Regions from separate parts of the Sus scrofa genome. Here region 2 is linked to region 1. Evidence: chromatin contacts called from public HiChIP or PLAC-seq data. All regions are on one chromosome and are shown on one strand. Each heading gives the region's core, a stretch centred on a gene start, on an enhancer-like site or on the middle of the called end of the contact. The rest is flanking DNA. Distances are from core to core; before and after follow the strand shown. Region 1 overlaps LOC110257431 (a long non-coding RNA gene). Region 2 overlaps PTPN1 (protein tyrosine phosphatase, non-receptor type 1).

Evidence for each region. HiChIP or PLAC-seq counts read pairs in DNA pulled down with a chosen protein or histone mark.
Region 2: an H3K27ac HiChIP or PLAC-seq map of alveolar macrophages shows a contact between it and region 1. The contact joins two enhancer-like sites. A contact is called at or near these places in 1 of 47 Hi-C or Micro-C datasets (mesenteric adipose tissue) and 1 of 2 datasets of contacts at active chromatin or transcription factors (alveolar macrophages).

The regions. Positions count from the first base shown.
Region 1 is chr17:51,813,216-51,817,786 of Sscrofa11.1, forward strand. The region is part of intron 1 of LOC110257431 (a long non-coding RNA gene); the gene reads left to right. Among named protein-coding and RNA genes, the nearest start is that of CEBPB, 93 kb to the left of the region's middle. Within about 2 kb of position 1,781, at least 34 of the 83 cell types and tissues checked have an H3K27ac peak or open chromatin away from gene starts, as enhancers often do. A contact at or near this core is called in alveolar macrophages, where this site is marked.
Region 2 is chr17:52,080,157-52,084,727 of Sscrofa11.1, forward strand. PTPN1 (protein tyrosine phosphatase, non-receptor type 1) reads left to right here. Exons shown (of 10, transcript NM_001113435.1): 6 at 165-374; 7 at 798-959; 8 at 1,338-1,561; 9 at 3,122-3,293; 10 at 4,564-4,571. Among named protein-coding and RNA genes, the nearest start is that of PTPN1, 65 kb to the left of the region's middle. Within about 2 kb of position 1,770, at least 2 of the 83 cell types and tissues checked have an H3K27ac peak or open chromatin away from gene starts, as enhancers often do. A contact at or near this core is called in alveolar macrophages, where this site is marked.

The DNA.
Region 1 (4,571 bases), core at 531-3,030:
AGCTACCCCTCTGGCTGTTGGGAAGGTTTACTCTGCTCCCGCCACACTGGCCCTCTTCCTGTTTCTCCAACTTGCCAGGTGTGCTCCTACCCTGGGGCTTTGTGCTTGCTCGTCCCTCTGCCTGGAACACACTCCCAAGGATGGCTTGCTCTCACTCCTTCAGGTCTCTGCTTAAATGTCACAGCTCAGCCAGGCCTTCAGGGACTCCCGACACTCCCTTCCTCTCTTCATTTGACTCTGTAGCTCTTCCCGCTGCATTCCTGGGTTTTCCTTGTCTGCTACCCGGTTCAGGATGGCCGCCTCGCTTTTGTCTCTCTTGATCATTGTTCTGTTCCCAGCCCCCAACATGGCACCTGGCACAAGAAGATGCTCCATAAAGACTGGTAGAATGGATGAATGTGAGAAGGATTGCATGTAAAGTGCTTAGCCCGTGCCCCGACCATAGTAAGCACTCAACATCCAAGGTCCTAATGTGGTGAATGGTGTTGTTTTTGGCAGCTGCTTGCCAGCGCTCCTTCCCTCTCGGCCCCCTCAAATCCTGTCCTCACTATCCTGGAGCTCCTGCTTTCCCGGCCCGGCTCAGCTCCCCGGCCCAGCTCGCTGCTGCCCGCCCAGTCTCGTCCCTGGGTCAGGGTGACCTCTAGGGAATCGCAGGCCTGTGGGTCGGGCTCCCTCAGGCTCTGCCTCTGGCTCCTCTTACGTCCCCCGGGGCAGAGGCTTCTGGGAAATGGGCAGAGCAGCGCTTTGAAGCTCCCCTGGGTCAGACCCACTGAGCTCCTGGGCCTTCCTTCGTCATTGCCTGATGTGACCCCATTATTGCGTAAATGGGGACAGTGAGTCTAGAGACGGGCTGCCATGTTGGGTGGCTAGTTTTCAGGGCTCCTGCAATGTCCAGAGGAAACGCCAGGGCCCCTGGCTCTCCTGTCCTCTGGAAGAGGGCTGGGGCTCGGGAGCCTGTTTTCCAGATGGCAAGGCTGAAGCTCATACTGGCTTTGGGGCCAGGCTGGGACCTCAGCCTCCCACTTTCTGGCCGTGTGACCTGGCCTTGTCACTCGGTTCCTCTGAGTCTCAGTTTCCTTTATGCAGAATGGCATGTCAGTGGTTCCCAGCTCATGGGGGTGTTCAGGAGGGCAGACCAGCCACCCCACTGGCATCTAGGACCTCTTCTGGCCCCTTCTCTGGGTCTTCCTGGCTTCTGAGTCCCCGGGCCCTTGCCCTGTACAGGGGCCTGGCATCTGGCACCGTTGCCTCCTTGTTGGGGTAATTGACAGCCCCGGGAGATTGTTGCTGCTGCTTTATTTTTTTTCCCTTGCCCAACTTCTCCCTTCCTCATCCTGGCCTCCCTCCTCCAGAACCAGCTTGTTTTTGTTTTCTGTTTTTACGGCTCCATAAATGAGTCACGGGCCTGATTTGATTTAATTTCGTTGTAATTGTTATCTTTTCAAGCTTGTTTTTTTCCACTCGGTTACTCACGAGACCACAAAGCCTAAACAGGACGGGGCCTTCCCTGGCCAGGCCTCTTGGTTCCCTAGAGCTCAGGGCCAGGGTCAGCAGCTCCTGGAGGACTGAGGTGGGGTCTCTGAGACTGCTGGGGAAAGGCACTTAGTGTCCCAAGTAGGACTGCGTGTCCTGAGTCCTCAGGCTGTAGTCTTGTTCTGTGTGCTGTGTGACCTTGGGAGAGTTGTTTAGGCTCTCTGAGCCTGATTCCCCAGCATCCTCCTTGGCAAGCTTTAGAACAGGGAGTCAAAAACGCAGACACCTTGGGGCCAAGAGGCAGCGTGATGAGTGAGGTGGTCCGGGTGGTGACTGCTGTGAACTAGAGAGAACAGGCCCTCCTCAGGGGACAGCTGCTTCGTGGCCGGCACGGGGCCCAGATCTTTCAATTTATCAAGAGAAGCCAGAAATCCGAGGTCATATGTGAAATGTTCTGATTTTTAAATGTTGGCCAACCAATCAAATTAAAAACAACACATAGAACCCAACTCTGTGGACAGCTCTGATTTGGAAGGTTCTGGAAGCTGTAGCTGGCGTTCTTTCTCCCTCCACACCTTTGTCTGAGCTCCCTCTTCCTGGAGCACTCTTCCCTCTTCCTCACCTCATCATTCTCTCCATTCCTTGAATGTGAGTGTGTCCCTGCTGTGCCACAGGCCCCTGGGCGCCCCTGGTCACCGCAGTGTTGTGGACTGGTCTCTTAATCATTTCTCCCACAGACGACGCACTCAGGAGGACATCAGCCTGTCCCCTTTTGTATTCCCAGCATCTGGCGCCTAGCGGGTACCCAACCTACTTTTGTTTTTATGTTATTTTCTCCATGGGGTGTTTGTCTTATTTATTTGAGACCACCTTCATAATGGGAAAATAAGCCTCTTAATTGTTAAAAAATCATAAAAATATGTTTCCTGGTTTGTTATTTGTTTCTAAAATGGGGCACAATAATTCTTTAGTCATTCAAAAACCGGAGGTGCTGAGCTGGCCCCTCCCGGGTATGGAATGGCCCGTGGGAGCCAGTGAGAGGCTGAGGAGGGGGACTTTGTGGGAGGGAAAGAAGGCAGGACCCTCAGCCAGGGGTGAGGAGGGGCTGAGGGCTGTTTCTCAGAAGCTTGTTTATAGCCATGTGACCAGTGCCCGCCAATCAGATGCATCTGGGCCTGTTTTATGAATGAGAAGTTGCAAATGATTGGGAGGGGTCCTTGGCTGTCCATTCTGGGGCGGGTGGGGCCACAGCCTCCTCTACTTTTCCAGAGGCTGCAGTGGGCTGGCCAGTTAAGGGGGCAGTGACTAGGGCAGGGTAGTGGCCGCTGCCCAGACTGAATAACTCCATGAATACGTTGTGTTGGTCGCATGCAAGGAAAAGGACATTACACTGTGCTGTTATGCAATTTTGTTTAAACACATTTAGATGTATCAATACTCGCTTCACTTTGATCATGCTAAGGATTTGTATATACACACACACACACAATTGTGTTAGGTCAAGGAGAAAATCAATTTATTTTCACTTTTCTTTCACTTTGTGAGATAGGTTCCTAGTCAGATTTCTCGAAGGTTGATTTTTTTTTTTTTTTCCCTGAGGTTTTGGCCCTGGTTCTCAGTGAATTCATTTTATGTGGCTTTTTCCTAGAACATATGGTCCGCCTTTATCTTCTGAGCTCCTGCTGGAGGTCTCCAGGAGTGCCCTCCCCGACACTCCCAGGCATAGCTCTTGTTCTGTGAGGGGCCTGGGTCTCCAGTCCTGGGTAGCCAGGGACCCCGCCTAAGCTGGGGCCCAGCCGCTGCCTCTCCTCCTCTCTTGCCCTTCAGTCTTTTCCTCTCTAAGCCAGGACCTAGGTTACCCTTTGGTAGTGCCCTGGCCAGGAATGGAAGCTCACTGGATGCTGAAGATCATGGAGTCCCACAACTGTAGAACTGTTCCCGCCAGGACGAAGGGGTCACCAGCCCTCAGCCAACTAAGCCCTTAAATTCTAGAATTCCAATGCAGGGGAAGCCTGGTAGACCAAGTCATGTGCTCATTCAGTAAATATTTATTGAGCATCTATTGTGTGCCAAGCACTGGGGGAGAGAACAGTGCACAAAATGGACAAAAATGGACAAACTCTCTGCCTTCATGGCGCTTACATTTGAGGAGGGGAGATCGTCAAGGAACAAATGAGATGGAGTGTGTCAGGTAGTGAAATAAAGGGCAAAGGAGGGGTGAGGAGTGTGGGGCTAAGGTGTCATATGGGCCATCACAGAAGGGACAGGAGCCTGAGGGAAGTGAGGGGCTAGCCCTTTAGGTGTCTGGGGCCTAGTGTTCCACATGTGGGAATAGCAGATACAAATGCCCTGAGGTAGGAAACACCTTGCCCTGTTGGGGGAAGATAAGGAGAGTCGTCTGGCTGCGTGAGCCAGTGGGAGGGATGGGGAGGGACCAAGATCCAGAGGCCAGCAGGGATGCGGATCACCCAAAGCAGGTGGAAGGCAGAAGGAGGAGTTTGAATTGTACTGCAAATGATTTGAGAGCCCCTGGAGGGTTCTGAGCACAGGAAGCCCAGGGTCTGACTTAGGGTCTCTACCTATGGGCCCTGCCAGTGTTTGGACCAGATGATTGCCTCTCGTGGGAGCAGTCCTGCGTACTGTAGGAGTTTGAACAGCACCTCTGGCCTCTCCCCACTGGATGCCAGTAGCACCCCTCCCTCCCACTCAAGGTGACCACTAAAAATATCTCCAGACATTGTCAAATGCACAAAAGTCACCCATGAACTGGGACCTACTGGTCTAACAGGATCCCTCTGGCTGGGAATGGGGAGAGCCGTCGGTAGGGACTCCAGGACGGGAGGAGAACTGGAACTGGGAGAAGTGGTTGCGCTGAAGGCGAAGTCTGCAGGTGTTGTTGGTCCAAGCAGGGGTGGGTAAAGGTGCTACCTTTTCCTGAGAGGGGGGCTGGTTTGGGAGGGGGGAGCTACATCAGGATGTTTCTCTTTCTGGATGCCCATTCAGTAGGTCTGGGATGGGGCCCAACCTGGCCTTTGGTGATGCTGAGTTTTTCAAGCTATACTTCAAAGAATTTAAGTATCCGAAGATTTCTTTTTTTC
Region 2 (4,571 bases), core at 520-3,019, 270 kb after region 1:
GGGTCCACGTGGGGCCAGGTGTTTGCTGACTGGGCTTGTGGACTTGGGGAGAAAATCTGAGAATCAAGTTTGGTGGATGGGGAGGCACTTCGTGCTTACTTGAAATTAGTGATTTCTGAACAGGCGAATCTCTTAGAATCATCACGAGTATGTTTCTCTTTCAGTCTCAAGAAACTCGAGAGATCTTACATTTCCACTATACCACATGGCCTGACTTTGGAGTCCCCGAATCGCCAGCCTCATTCCTGAACTTTCTTTTCAAAGTCCGTGAGTCGGGGTCCCTCAGCCTGGAGCATGGCCCCATCGTGGTGCACTGCAGTGCCGGTATCGGCAGGTCGGGGACCTTCTGTCTGGCTGACACTTGCCTCTTGCTGGTAAGAAGGCCCTTGAAGACCCAGGGAAGAGAAGGGACCACACTTGAACCTCCACTCTGGCTTGGCCAGAGCCTCTCCGTTAGTGTTTCTGCAGTAAACTAGCTTTGACCTTCACTTTTTAACAGCTTCCCTCCTGTGAAAGGAGCCTTTCCCCAAATAGCTTCGTTTGAAAGGATGCTCTTAATTTTATTGTGGAAGCTGGGAAGATCCAAAGAATCCCCTTCCCTCTGATTTTTTTCCCCTTACATGGTCCCAGATTTACTGCTCTATTTTCTAGACTTCTGCCAACCTCACTGATTTTTCCTAAGGAGGAATTGGTATACTCCTTTCCTAAGGAGGAATTGGTATACTCTTCCCTTTTGAAAGTCACATGGTGCTTGAGACTTGGACCTCACTGGCCTGTGTCTCCTCTCTGGCTTTCAGATGGACAAAAGGAAAGACCCTTCTTCTGTTGATATCAAGAAAGTTCTATTAGAAATGAGGAAGTTTCGGATGGGACTGATCCAGACAGCAGACCAGCTCCGTTTCTCCTACCTGGCTGTGATCGAGGGTGCCAAATTCATCATGGGAGACTCTTCAGTACAGGTCAGCATTGCTTTTGCTTTAACCCAGGTGTGTTGGTTTTAAATTTTTGCCTCTAAATAAGGAGGCTATTCGTTGTAAAAAGTTCAAAAGTATCCTGTGTCAGAGGAAATAGTTACCCTTCATATTTAAATAGCTGGAGTTGTGGAAGTTTTCACCACGTTCCAGTTTCTGCCTTTGAAGAGCTCACATAGAGAGCATTAGTAGGCAGAATAGACTTTATTTGCAGAACACCTCATCTTCCAAGGACGTGGCTGGAGACCCAAGAAGCTGGGAGGGTCCCTCACGAGCCCTCACCTCTGCCCACTTAAAGGGGAGCATTCCTTGATAAATCAGCCAAATGTGAAATCTCATGAGACTTCTCCTTGCTGCTTTTTCAAGGAGCAATGGAAGGAACTCTCCCACGAGGACCTGGAGCCCCCACCAGAGCACGTCCCCCCGCCTCCTCGGCCTCCCAAACGAATCCTGGAGCCGCACAATGGGAAATGCAAGGAGTTCTTCCCAAACCACCAGTGGGTAAAGGATGAGACTGAGGAGGATAAAGAAGATGGCCCTATCAAGGAAGAAACCAGAACCCCCTTAAACGTCTCCTGCAGCCTAGAAAGGTAATGTGAGAGGGTCCTGGCATCCTGGGGGCTGGGGAAGTGGCCTTTTGTTCCAGAAATACATGTTGATATTGAAACCTGTGGATATAGGCTTCTTTTAGCAAGCACCACTTCTTTGTCCTTGGGGGATGGGGTCCTGGACCATCACTGCTTCCCAGGGTTGGGCCTGGTGACTGACTGACTTTAGTGTGGGCCTAGCACCACCTGCTGGTGCTTGTTGAAATCATGTCTGGTGTAGCTGAGTCAGACCTTCAGCACCAGTGCTGACAGAAGCCTCCCCCAGGCTTCAGGCCAGTCCTGAAACTGATATCCAGGCTTGAGCATGTCCTTTCAGCCCCCACTGGTTTTTGGGGAACTTAACCTTTTCGTTTAGCCTTGATTAACCTGATCACCATTTTGCTTCCTTGCAGTTCGACAAAGATTACCGAGCACCTACTGATGCGTGTCGAACACTGAGATAACTAGACCATGGCCCCTGGTCTGTGTTCTAGATGGTTTTGTCAGGAAGGGAGCAGTAGATTGTGGTGGGGCCTGTGGACAGTGTTGTAATGGAGGTGTGCGCTGAAGTGGTCAGCCTTTGAGAAGGGACACTCAGCCTTCTGTGGGTGGTCAAGGAAGGCTGCCTGCAGGAGGTGGCGTCATGCAGAAGCTTGAAGGATGAATGAAGCAGAGTTAGCCCAGGCCTGAGACTGGAGGCAGTGCCCTTGTCTGCTTTTTTGGAGGGTGGTTTACGATTGGTGCACGGTCTCGACCCCGCATTTATCTACATCTAGAAATTCAGCCTGCAGCAGTTCTCAGGCAGGTGTGCAGAGATGTATAGCTAGAGGCCTTATAGTGGTGTCATCATTTGTAATTGTGAAAGACTAGAGAAGAGCAGGTTATATATCCAGGGAGCAGATAAATTTGCCTTCCCCCTGTGTTGGCTGTTTTACAGCTGTTACCGTGTGGAGTCAAGATGTAGCGTTGTGGCCAGACGTCACAACAGGTGTGCATGATAAAAGAGGTTACCCGCGATGTGTGCCCCATTGGTTCTGTGGCTAAATTGATCATCAGAAATCTCACCTGGATACTTTGCCAAATGCTGGTTTCCAAGTCCCAGTCTTTCATGCAGCTGCTCCTCATCACAGGGCCGGCACAGGAGGTGCATGATGTCCGCGTGTCCGTAGCATCAAAGGCCTCTCTGCGTGTCAGTCTGCTGGGGTCCCGGGGAGGGAGTGGAAGGCTGGGGGCCATGCCATTGCCTTCCCTGATCTGAAGGGTACATTCTTTCAGCAGCCCCAGGGCAAAGTTGGCACCTGTTTGCACCAGTGGCTGTATTTTTCCTTAGGCCCTTAGCCACCCTCCATCTCTAGGCTGGAGTCCTGGGGCCTCCAGAACCCTACCCTGGCTGTAGGGCCCTGCGGTGGAGGTAGTAACAGCGGGCCTCCGGTCAGTGTCAACATTGCCAAGCTCCGTTTGCATGTGGCTCATCTTTTCCTAGAATACCTTCCATAATAATAGTGTCCCTGCCATTGTTTTCCCCAGAGTGAGTAACCCACCTTTGCCCCCCTCATTCCTCAGCGCGAGTCAAGACACTGAAGTCAGAAGGCGGGTCGTGGGGGCAGGTTCTGCCCAGGGAGAGCCATCACCACCCAAGGAGGAGCAGGACCAGGCGTTGACTCCCTGGAAGCCCTTCCTGGTCAACATGTGCATGGCCACAGTCCTCACCGCTGGCGCGTACCTCTGCTACCGGGTATGTTTTCACTGACGGACGTGCTGGCCAGACCGCGTGTACAGAAAGCCCTGGCCACCAGCCCGGCGTTAGCACTCAGAGCAGGAGGCTCTGAGCCAGTCTCAGAAGAAGCAGATCAAAGGTTTTCAAAGTCTGGAACTGTGAAGGGCTAACAGGAGAGAATTAAGGATTGATGCACTGGGGTTTTAAGGAGCCCTGTGGTCCCAAGAATATAAGAGTCTAATCTCAGGGCCTTAACCTATTCAGGAGTAAGTAGAGAAAATGCCAAATATGTCTCGCTCTCTTTTTTCTTTCTTTCTTTTCTTTTCTTTTTTTTTTTTTTTTTTTTTTTTTTTTTTTGGTTCATTTATTTTTGAAAAAAAATAATAGAATTACAACACATTGTTGTTTTTAACCTTTATAAAAAGCAGCTTTTTGTTATTTCTAGGGGAAAAGAAAAATGACTAGGCACTTATGAAACTCTTGTAACCTTAGGTGGTGTAACCAGATACACAATTTTTATTTGATTTCCCAGGGAAAGACTCCCACACTTTGACGAATGTAAACTCCTTTGGAAAAGAGGGTTTAAGGGTTTCGGACACTGTCTCGCTCAGGCACCTCCTCTGCTGCGCTCACACGGAGCTGGGACAGTGCCTGTGAGCTTTCCCATTTTAAGGAAAACAGCAAAAGGCCGTCTGGAGAAAACAAGTCCGCTTCTGCTTTTGCTCAGGGTGCCGCGCTGGTCTCGCAATGTCTGTTTCTCCACCCATCCATCCCTTCTCGTTATAGCCGTCCTGCACGTGGCCTGCCCCCATGGCTCCATCCGCCTGCACGGGGTTCCTCGGGGCCCCTGCCTCAGGGTCAGAGGTCACCACAGTGTGGCCACCAGCTTTTCACCCTGCCCCTGAGATCCAGAAAGAGCGGTTTCCACTTCGCTTGGAATATAAATGCGGTTTCAGTAGAAATCCACACATTAGAAGTGTGTCGCAGTTAAAGTTGAGGAGGAGAATAAGGATTAGCCTCAAAACTGGTCATGGATACCACCTCACAGACCTTTTTTTTATGATTTTCAATATTTTGCCTCTTTCTAAGCAGCCGTCTTTGAGTGCATCAGATGGTTTAGCAACACGCAAACAGATTTTTCCTTAGGGGTGATTTTTGGAAAGGGAGAGCTACTATTTAAAAAAAATCCAAACCCTCTTCGCTGGGGTGGGGCTGGGGGTGGTATGTGAGTCCACAGCTCTGCAGGAGTGGGTCCCAGCTCACCTGAAAACATTTGGTTTCAGTCCAGTTCCCGTT